2 separate regions of the Salmo salar genome follow, and region 1 is linked to region 2. A link is a contact called in public Hi-C data. All regions are on one chromosome and are shown on one strand. The core of a region is the stretch at or near the end of the contact, and the rest is flanking DNA. Distances in the headings are between cores, read along the strand shown.

Region 1 (5,318 bases), core at 882-3,381, 280 kb after region 2:
GCCTCTGCACACAGATGGATGGAGGAAGCGTGTGAAGGGGGGCATATTTCACTGAACATCATCTAGATTCCTGTGCTTATAAATAGGTGACATGGCCATCGCAACATTAAAGTGGGGATGGAATGTATCAAGATTCTAAAAGCTGAGGGGTAGACTACAAAGTAGGATCAATGAGTTAGCCAGCTAACATTGATAAGCAACCAGCAATAACTATTGATTTTCTGGTTAATTAAAAAGCTAAATTTAGATATTGATTCAACAAATGAAAACGCATTAGACCAAGCTCATCTTTCTAAAAAACTATCTGAATATTTAGGCAAGTTAACTGGCAAACCCCTTGATTCTGCTTGGTGGTATACTGTACATCAGTGTCCAGATTCTAGAATGAGGAAAAGGAACGTACAGGCCTTCCGAAGATGACTGCTCCAGGGTGGAGGTAGATTTCCACCATGTCGCTCTCCGGGACCACCTGCACACGAGATACCTCACCCTTGGCCAGCATCTCATTGACAAAGTCATTCCAGGAGATGTTTCCCCCGCTGGTATTGATGGAGTTGAGGAGGCTCATGACGAGGGCGATGATGAAGAGAGTGCGCAGACGTTCCCTGTACATCTGATCCTCTTGCTCCCGCCGCTTCTTCTCCTCTGAAAGACAATGGGGAACTAAGAGGGGCAGCTAACAACTCACCTGTGTCATCATGGCACAAGATAGCTAGTATAAAGGACTGTAGCCTGAATGCAATGCTGTGTTGAGGTTTCTTACTGACCTTCATCTTCCTCTGGAGTTTTTCCCTTGGGTCCATCACTGTTCTTTTGATCTTGTTGTTTAGACTGAGATGAGCTGAAATTATTTGTGGAACCTGCAATGATAGGTTACTAGTCAGTGTCATCAGACTGGGAAATATTAGATCATCTTCAAATTAGTGGGTGGGGGTGGCTGCATACCTAAAATATTCCACAGGCCAACAGGGTTTTTGAACAAGCTGTTCTTGATCAGTAGCTTACTTACTGCAGTCAATCCGGGACTCATGGGTCTGTGTAGCAGTTGCTGGAGAAAGAAGTGGTAACATAATATTAGACAAGGACCTTTTCCTGTTGCTCACAGTTACAGTAGCTAAGTACATGACAGAGGATATGTACTTATGTGTGATATGAATGACAGTCAGCTACTGTCATGGTGGAAACAAAGACAGGCAACTAACCTGAATGAGCCCAGGGTTGAGGCCATTATATGGTTGAGTCACCAATGGACGAAGTGAGCATGATAACATTTTACAGTTCATACATGTCGATAGCTGCAGTTTGGCGCCATCGTTGTTTGGACGCTTGTTGACAAATTGACAGTTGCTGCGTCCTGACACCGTCCATATTATCGTCTTGTAATTTCTACAAGAACTGGCACGTCGCAGAGCTGCCATTTCCCTGCCTGCTAGGCTACCGAACATTCGCACAGGTTAGATACAACTACAGTATAGCTGGCTAGCTAATAAAACTGACATGGTCACCATTAACAGTGCATTCACTACCTGGCTAGCCAACGTCAGTAATGACAATAGGCTTTCGACCTTGAGATTGCAGCAGTGGTCAGCGCGGTATTTTGTTATAAAAAAGAGAACTACATAGTTAGCTAGCTGTTGTTATTCAACATAAGTATAATAAATATGGTTTGCTACATTAAAGACATATCACTCCTTACACTGATCCGTCCTCAGTACATGTACAACTGTCTATGTATCTTAAACGACAAGGTTTCGTTCACAAATCCTTTGATATGCTCTGAAATGTAGATGTACCCATCATTCTGTTTTGGTAACGAATTTGTATCATTGAAGCAAGGTCAGTGAATTAAATAGGTATTCCAATTCCTTGTTAGGCTGACCACGAGAGCAAATAAGCACATAGATATCCTGACACATTTAAAAAGTGTTTGCTGAACCCCGAACTTTAACCCCAAGAGATACGTATCCCTTGACCAAAGAGTATCTATATATCTGATTTGATTCTATGTTCACGCTGAGATAGACATAACTTTCAATTTGCGGAAAATATATAATTTATTGTCAATAAACTAATATTAGACTAGGACCTTTTCCTGTTGCTCACAGTTACAGTAGCTACAGTACATCAAATAAAATATTCAGTACTGAACGGCCCTTTGACCCTTATCGGGTTACGTCACGATATTGCTTCATGAGCGCTCTACCTGCGCAGGATTTTCACATCCCGCAAACACGTTCCTTGAGATAAAAATGGCACAAAGAATAGATGCTAACTGTAATAAAATACAAAAATACACTTATTATTGACAATGTGTTTGTGCGCTGATACATCATTGTATTTTACTGTATCTGCCTCTTGTGTATGCTAAATAATGTCTCTATGGACTTCTCTGCTGTAGTTACAAAAGTAGCCACCAGAGGTAGCTATGGCATCGAGCATTCATTGTGTTTATATTTAGAAATAAATAAAATTTCTAATACTTTTATCAGTAAGATCATGGTGAAACAGCTTTGAGAGTTTTGTTGTTGTTTTCTTGTTCCTAAAGGTTTGTGTATGACATTGTGATTGTAAAAGCTGCCCTGCCTAAGAAATACCAGACAAAATCTGACCTTTAAATAAAGGTTAAAAATTTTTTAAATTGCCTGGTAGACTATACCAAAAATGATATACTCTGTGGTACAAGACTGAAGTAGAGCAGTTTGGGTGCTTCCTTGGTGTCCACATCACTAAGGATATATCATGGTCCAAACACACCAACACAATTGTGAAGTGGTCACGACAACACCTCTTCCCTCAGGAGGCTGAAAATAATTTGCAATGGGCCTTTCAGATCCTCAAAAAGTTCCATAGCTGCGTCCTTGATGTCAGGGAGCTTGACTCCAGTGTTGTACTGGGCCACACGCACTACCCTCTGTAACACCTTGCAGTCAGATTCCAAGCAGTTGCCATTCCAAGCAGTGATGCAGCCAGTCAAGGTGCAGCTATGGAACTTTTTGAGGATCTGAAAGGCCCATTGCAAATTATTTTCAGCCTCCTGAGGGAAGAGGTGTTGTCGTGACCACTTCACAATTGTGTTGGTGTGTTTGGACCATGATAGATCCTTAGTGATGTGGACACCAAGGAAGCACCCAAACTGCTCTACTTCAGTCTTGTACCACAGAGTATATCATTTTTGGTATAGTCTACAAGGACCTCTACACTAGGTGGTGTCAGAGGAAAGCATGAAAATTGTCAAAGACTGCAGCCACCCAAGTCATAGGCTGTTCTCTCCTGCTACCGCATGGCAAACGGTAACGATTAGTTAAATAGTTAACCATATAGAGGTACAGATTAGTTAAATAGTTAACCAAATATTTGCATTTACCTATTTTGCATAAACTTTTTTGATCACATACACTGCTGCTATTGTCTATTATCTGTCACTTTATTTCTAGTTATATGTACATATCTACCTCAATTACCTTGTACCCCTGCACATGGACTCGGTACTGGTACCTCTTCTATATAGCCAAGTTATTGTTACTTATTGTGTATCTAATATTATTATGTGTTTTACTTTACTATTTACAATTATTTTTATATTTTCTTTCTCTCTGCATTGTTGGGAAGGGCCCGTAAGTAAGCATTTCACTGTTAGTCCACACCTGTTGTTTACGAAGCATGTCACATAAAAAAAAGTTATCCTAAAAGCATGCAGTACAACGTGTATGTCCATTTAATATGGTAGAGGACCTAAAAACAAATCATGTTTTGAAAGAAAATAAAGGCCCATCCTATCACCGTGACGAACATTTAAATAAGCCAATGAGGAAATAGATTCAATATATATTTTTTTATCTTAACCAATGATAGCGCTTCTTACATCTCCGTGCATGTCATGTTGTCGCCCAGCAGAGGACGCTCTTCAATGGGTGCAATCGATATGCATTACCAAACAACCCAAACCCGTCTCACTTTCAAAGTGTGCAGAGATCATCATCATCAACAACATTACGATATTGAGACTGTAGTTGTCAACGGTAAGAAATCATGTATTGATGATCGCACTGAGAAAGAGTGTTTTGGAAGTGAAATAGGCTATTCAGACCTGTCCTACCTGTGATCTGGACATTTGGGTCAGACTAGGGTGCTAGTTACCTGTAAAGGTGCTTTGGTTATAACTGACATCATGAGTAGGACTACGATAAGATTCAAGTATGCAATAATATGTTTGTTCAGGTGAATGATAATAATACGATATGAGGTGTCTCACTCCATCACGATGGGCGAGGTAAGTCAAGTGCACCCAACCTTCGTACTCCATTTCCTTTGCTTGCTCTCCCAACTGTATAATGGAGATGGGTCCCCAACCATGGAAACTGAAGTACTCGGTCAACCATGTTCGCGCCTTCATATTATTGTATCAATGTAGATTTAGTACTTTGATTTGATCCATAATGGCGCCGGTTTCATCGGTGCACAAATAGTACCCGCCCACATTCAAGAGCCAATCACAATCACTGTTTCATTTGGCCTCTTTCTCTTTCCTTCAGACGCATATCAAAGCCAAAGCCCGTCTGGAAACAGTTTGCAAGGGGTCGTTAAAGAAGATTAAGCCGAAACAAAATATCGTTTTTAGCTACTTTAAGTTTACCTTTCAATGCTCCAGTTTTGATTACTGAGCATACAAATCTTCAATTCAGACCACGGTGACAAAATAAAAAGTGTACAAGGACGTTTTCGAGGAGATTTGAAGCTTTCTCTGTCGGTTGTTGGTGTTCAGGAATTAGCAAGCTAGTTAGCACTAGCCTAGAAATACTAGCTAGCCTGGCTTGCTAACGTTAGCTTCCAATAGTCTGATTTTCAACTGAGATGTTTGCAGCATTTCTCGGATGTCTACGGACGGCAGATTGCTGAACCAGAGGGCCTCAAATGGGAAAAACAAGCATCGGACAGGAATATCGGGGATAAGCTTGTCGACGTAACTCGGATTCTGTTGAAGGTAAGACACAATAACATTAGTTGGCTAGCTAGCTGCGAATAACGTTACTCGATATGCTAGCTAGTTATACCGTTAGCCTTAGCTGTTAAGCTAACTAGATAACATGGTTTAATGCTCGAGTCGAAGAAATGTGTTATGAAGCTAGATGACCCCCCCCCCCCACCCAGCATTCTAACTGCGTACGCGTTTAACTAGTAAGATGACAGGTAAGGACTTAATTTAGGCGAGAAGTGTGGCATACTACCTAACTAGCCTGCGAGTCGTTTGTTGACCTACATAGGCTGTTAATGTTATAGCTAGATATGTAGTTGCATAGGTAGTTGGGATATACTCACAT
Region 2 (5,141 bases), core at 1,355-3,854:
CTAGTTAAATAAAGGTAAAATAAAAAATGAACCAAGTTGAGCATTGGGTTTTGCGTCTGGCTATATTTTCAAGTAAAAAATATATAAGTGGGTCACTTAGAATTGTTTGTTTAATGGACATTTTCTGTCCATTAAAATAACATCAAATTGATCAGAAATACAGTGTAGACATTGTTAATGTTGTAAATGACTATTGCAGCTGGAAACGGCTTATTTTTAATGGAATATCTACATAGGCATACAGAGGCCCATTATCAGCAACCATCACTCCTGTGTTCAATGGCGCATTGTGTTAGCTAATCCAAGTTGATCCTTTAAAAAGGCTAATAGATCATTAGAAAACCCTTTTGCAGTTATGTTAACACAGCTGAAAACTGTTGTCCTGATTAAAGAAGCAATAAAACTAGCCTTCTTTAGAAGGCCAGCATCCCGGAGTCGCCTCTTCACTGTTGACGATGAGACTGGTGTTTTGCGGGTACTATTTAATAAAGCTGCCAGTTGAGGACTTGGGAGGCGTCGGTTTCTCAAACTAGACACTCTAATGTACTTGCCTCTTGCTCAGTTGTGCACTGGGGCCTCCCACTCCTCTTTGTGCTCTGTGAAGGGAGTAGTACACAGCGTTGCACGAGATCTTCAGTTTCTTGGACATTTCTCGCATGGAATAGCCTTAATTTCTCAGAACAAGAATAGACTGACGAGCTTCAGAAGAAAGTGCTTTGTTTCTGGCCATTTTGAGCCTGTAATCGAACCCACAAATGCTGACGCTCCAGATACTCAACTAGTGTAAAGAAGGCCAGTTTTATTGCTTCTTTAATCAGGACAACAGTTTTCAGCTCTGCTAACATAATTGCAAAAGGGTTTTCTAATGATCAAATAGCCTTTTAAAATGATAAACATGGATTAGCTAACACAATGTGCCATTGGAACACAGGAGTGATGGTTGCTGATAATGGGCCTCTGTACGCCAATGTAGATATTCCATTAAAAAAAATCTGCCGTTTCCAGCTACAATAGTGATTTACAACGTCTACACTGCATTTCTGATCAATTTGATGTTATTTTAAAGGACAAAAAAATTTGCTTTTCTTTAAAAAAAAAAAAAAACAAGGACAATTCTAAGTGACCCCAAACTTTTGAACGGTAGTGTATATGGGAGCTCACCCTGGATATTGTGATTAAGCCACGTACCATTTCAGTATATGATTACTTTTCTAATTAACATTCAGTGGCTGAATCCTCTAATACCCTCTCCGTGGCGTTAATACAAATAGCCAGGTATGATGCACTTGGCTTCCTTCAGGCACTCGCATCACACACACATATGAGATAAGCAATTGATTAGGTCTTATTTGCTTAAATATTAATTAGAAAAAAGAAAAGGGTCGATCTATTTTGCATAACACGTTTATTCAAATTCCCAAATTAGGTATAATTAGCATATTTCAATAGTGTATTATCCCTATTAGCATAATGAGTCTTCTCCCCTCTATCACCCAGACACACACAGCTTAGGCTTCTGATGTATGCGTCACATTGTTTCAAAAGGCTTTTGAAGGATGCCTGCACCTACCACCAACCTCTCACCCAAATCCCACTTAATCACAGTGACGTTACCATCACTGCAACTATTCCTCTACAATGACAATCACAATATTATTGAATTGTTATCATTGACTGTTGCACTGACAGTCAGGTTCTTATGCATGTGGTGCCAATTCCTATCCAGAATTGGTACCACACTAGCTATTCAGACTATGAATTCCTTCTGTCTTTATAATCAGTGTAATATGTTTTTATATCTATGAATTCAAGAGGATTGGGACTTTAATCAAGTATGACATGTATGTAGCTGACACTCACATGGAGAGCAGAGGGGGTTAGCTGCGTAGAAGTTGGGGAACAGCATCCCCTGGGCAGCCATGGAGTCAAGGTTTGGGGTCTCCTTGGAGGGCTGGCCAAACACTCCCAAATCTCCCCAGCCCATCTAAAAACATTAGAGGAACAAGCTGTCAAATGTTAGTGGATCATCATGCTCTGATAAGCAGACTTTACATTAGAACACAACATCTCAAATAGAGTTGCAGAGAAATGGTTACCATGTCCTGACAGAGACCATATACAAAGCATATGTTGGCATGCTGTGTATTATTGTATGTCAATATGTCAAGTATACGTGGTATATAATCAGAGAGGACACAGCCAGTCATGTCAGCATTCCATTTGAGTAATCATGCCACAGGTTTTCGAGATTATAAAAGTTAGTTTTTCAAGTCTCATCCCCCAAAAGTAACACTCCCCAAACTAAAAATACATCAACATCTTACGTCATCCATAAGAATGATGATAATGTTCGGAGTCGACTTGTTTGAAGAAGTATCTGCCCAAAAACAACATATTAAACTACAAAACAATATCAAAGTTTGAATTAGACAGACATCCATTGCACAAAGCAAGACGAAGAACGCGATGAGGAAGTGTCACATGATAACACATTCAGGAAGCACATGACGATCTCTCGTTGTTTGCTTTCACGAGCTTTTTTTAGCGCAACACTTGCGCATATTCAAGTGGGTGAAGCTGACTTTACTATCCGATGTAGACACGCTTAAAAACACAAGTCCCGTTATTTTCCATGAACAGTTACACAAAATTACGGGAGAAATTGAAGTTGTCTGACTTGTCTTTAGCTAGCACACACAGTCACGTGATACGCCTTGGCAGGCACAGCAGACATAATTCCAAGATGGCGGTCTGTATCGCTGTCATTGCTAAAGAGGTAAAATGAAACAAGAATGCTATTTACATCGACATTTGATGGAATGTAATTTGCTTTTTTTTTTTTATGCACTAGCCTCCAATGGGAAAGGAGGATACCTAGTCAGTTGTACAACTGAATGCATTCAACTGAAATGTGTCTTCCGCATTTAACCCAACCCCTCTACGAACCTGAGTGGTGACTGTGATGCTATAAGGCTAGGTAGTGGCTAGCCAGCTGGGCTAACTAGTTAGTTAGCTAAATTGAGTATGGCCTATTTAGAACTGACTAGCTAGTTAGTAGCCTATGTCGTAGAGTTCATTTGAGAGATAAGCATACAATAATAATGCATCAAGTCAGACTTCAGGTGAAAGTTTCAGGCGTAGTTCGCTATTCGTATTCAATTCATATGCAGATCAATGCTGTTCTTCAATCTTGGTCCAAACCAAAGGTTGAGTTTTTTTTTTTTTTAAATTCTAGTCCAACACAGCCAATGTTAACAAACTAGCTAATCATTAAGCCCGCAGGTGTGTTAGTGTTGGGCTGGAACAAAAGATTGCACACCCTCAACCTGTGGTCCAGCACCATATACATTCTATCTGCAAGTATTTGGCAAGTTTAACTTTTGTGATGAATTGAGGTTTTATTATGTAAGGTTGCACTAATTAATGCCCTATTCTGTTAGAATTATCCTCTGTTCATCCGAAGTGTACCTGTACAGAATGAACTGAAGTTCCACTACACGGTGCATACCTCTCTGGATGTGGTGGAAGAGAAGATTTCAGCAGTCGGCAAAGCTATGGCAGACCAGAGAGAGCTTTACCTTGGGTTGCTGTACCCAACAGAGGACCAGAAAGTGTATCCTTCTCATTTGAAAAAAAATGGTATATTTCATTCCTGTCTGCATCATGTTTTTTCTCCTATCAAATTGAATGTATACTCCTTTACCGACATACCAGATATGGCTATGTGACAAACTCCAAGGTGAAGTTTGTCATTGTCGTGGACTCGTCAAACACATCTCTGCGGGACAATGAGATTAGAAGTGTAAGTCAACCCCTGACTGTATGGTTCGCTTAATGGCTTTCAGAGGGATCTGATTTTTATGAAACTACTTGACACATTCTTTCCTTCAGATGTTCAGAAAGCTACACAACTCATTTACTGATGTGATGTGCAACCCATTCTACAATCCTGGAGACACCATTCAGTCTAAGTGAGCTATCCCCACTACAGTGTTAATTATGTAATGGTGTATATCAAAATTGCTATAATCATTGTGATTTACACCTTTTTTCTCCAGGGCCTTTGACAGCATGGTGTCTGCAATGATGGTGCAAGCTAGCTGATATTTTCTTGAACATCTGTACATAATTTCCTGAAACACTTTACATGTTGCTTTGTGTATAACAGTGAAATAAACTATGTCCATCAGAACCTCCATTTACTCCATTTCAAAGAAGCACTATCAAGTGTAATTCATTTATTCATTTCTAAAGCAAAAGATGTTTGACAAATTATATACAGCGATAAACATTGCTTCAAGTACAGAGCAACTCAATCGCTCAAACTGCCAATTGCATGTCAATATAGTTACAAAAGAAAGCCAATCACACCAAATGTTATCATTTGTGTTTGGTGTTTTACAACAACTATACTTACAAGCTCGATAGCCACACACCAACAAAATGAGTGATCTGATCAAAACATCCTTACAAAAAAAAAATAAGTATCTGACATGGCAAATGGCTGTGCATTCAAAAAGTTATTGGGGTAAATAATGGCACAGAAACTGCTCAAGAAATAAAATAACACCATAGGCACAATCTTTAACCGTATTAAGCAGCAAACCAAGGCTGGCCTCGTCCATTTCCTACAATAAGAGGACAAAATGGCCATTGCAAAGTCTGTCTTGTTAGGATTAAGTTGCAATAACTTTTTATGGAGGCTGTTAACAAAAGTTGCCATATGAATTAATTCAATGAGGTTGAAATCTGCTTTTCTCTCGATTTCTGCCCATTAACATGCATTGAAAATAATTTGCAAATGAGTCGAGTAGAGATGAGCAAGTCACGATTTCCTGAAATTCTCATTCCATGTTGATATCAAACAATCACTTGAATCCAGACGTGATTCAGTAGTGTTGCGGCGGGTGCATGTGTCCACTGTGCCCTGGCCCCGAGTGGTCAGTGGGTGGGGTTATGAGGAGAAGGCATGGGTGCCGTTTAGGGCCCTGCTCACGGTGCTCAGGAACCCCCCAGTGTCTCTTCCCAGCTGGGGGCCCGTAGGGGTGTGGTGAGACTGACCTGGCCGGGCCAGTATTGTAGCGGAACCTGCCCTGTTGATACCCATTGTATCTGGGTGGGTGGAAACCTCGTCCCCTGGA

The links. Hi-C and Micro-C count contacts between places; a contact is called where the count stands out from the background.
Region 1: a contact with region 2 is called in a Hi-C map of gill, with 2.6 times the contacts expected there. The contact joins the promoter of LOC106587257 here to the promoter of LOC106587262 in region 2. A contact is called at or near these places in 3 of 3 Hi-C or Micro-C datasets (blood, gill and muscle).

Annotation. Positions count from the first base shown.
Region 1 is chrssa26:15,680,912-15,686,229 of Ssal_v3.1, forward strand. LOC106587257 (paraplegin-like) reads right to left here and starts at 2,132. Exons shown (of 17, transcript XM_014175494.2): 1 at 1,203-2,132; 2 at 946-1,048; 3 at 768-860; 4 at 404-645; 5 at 1-4. The coding sequence starts at 1,445. LOC106587256 (ankyrin repeat domain-containing protein 11) reads left to right here and starts at 4,526. Exons shown (of 14, transcript XM_014175493.2): 1 at 4,526-4,981.
Region 2 is chrssa26:15,395,958-15,401,098 of Ssal_v3.1, forward strand. It overlaps LOC106587262 (N-acetylgalactosamine-6-sulfatase), which reads right to left and starts at 2,605. Exons shown (of 14, transcript XM_014175497.2): 1 at 2,325-2,605; 2 at 1,861-1,984. The coding sequence starts at 2,441. tpc2l (Trafficking protein particle complex subunit 2-like protein) reads left to right here and starts at 2,735. Exons shown (of 5, transcript NM_001141041.1): 1 at 2,735-2,776; 2 at 3,477-3,613; 3 at 3,715-3,802; 4 at 3,892-3,971; 5 at 4,059-4,471. The coding sequence starts at 2,744. The coding sequence ends at 4,104. It overlaps pabpn1l (PABPN1 like, cytoplasmic), which reads right to left. Exons shown (of 7, transcript XM_014175502.2): 7 at 4,224-5,141. The coding sequence ends at 4,890.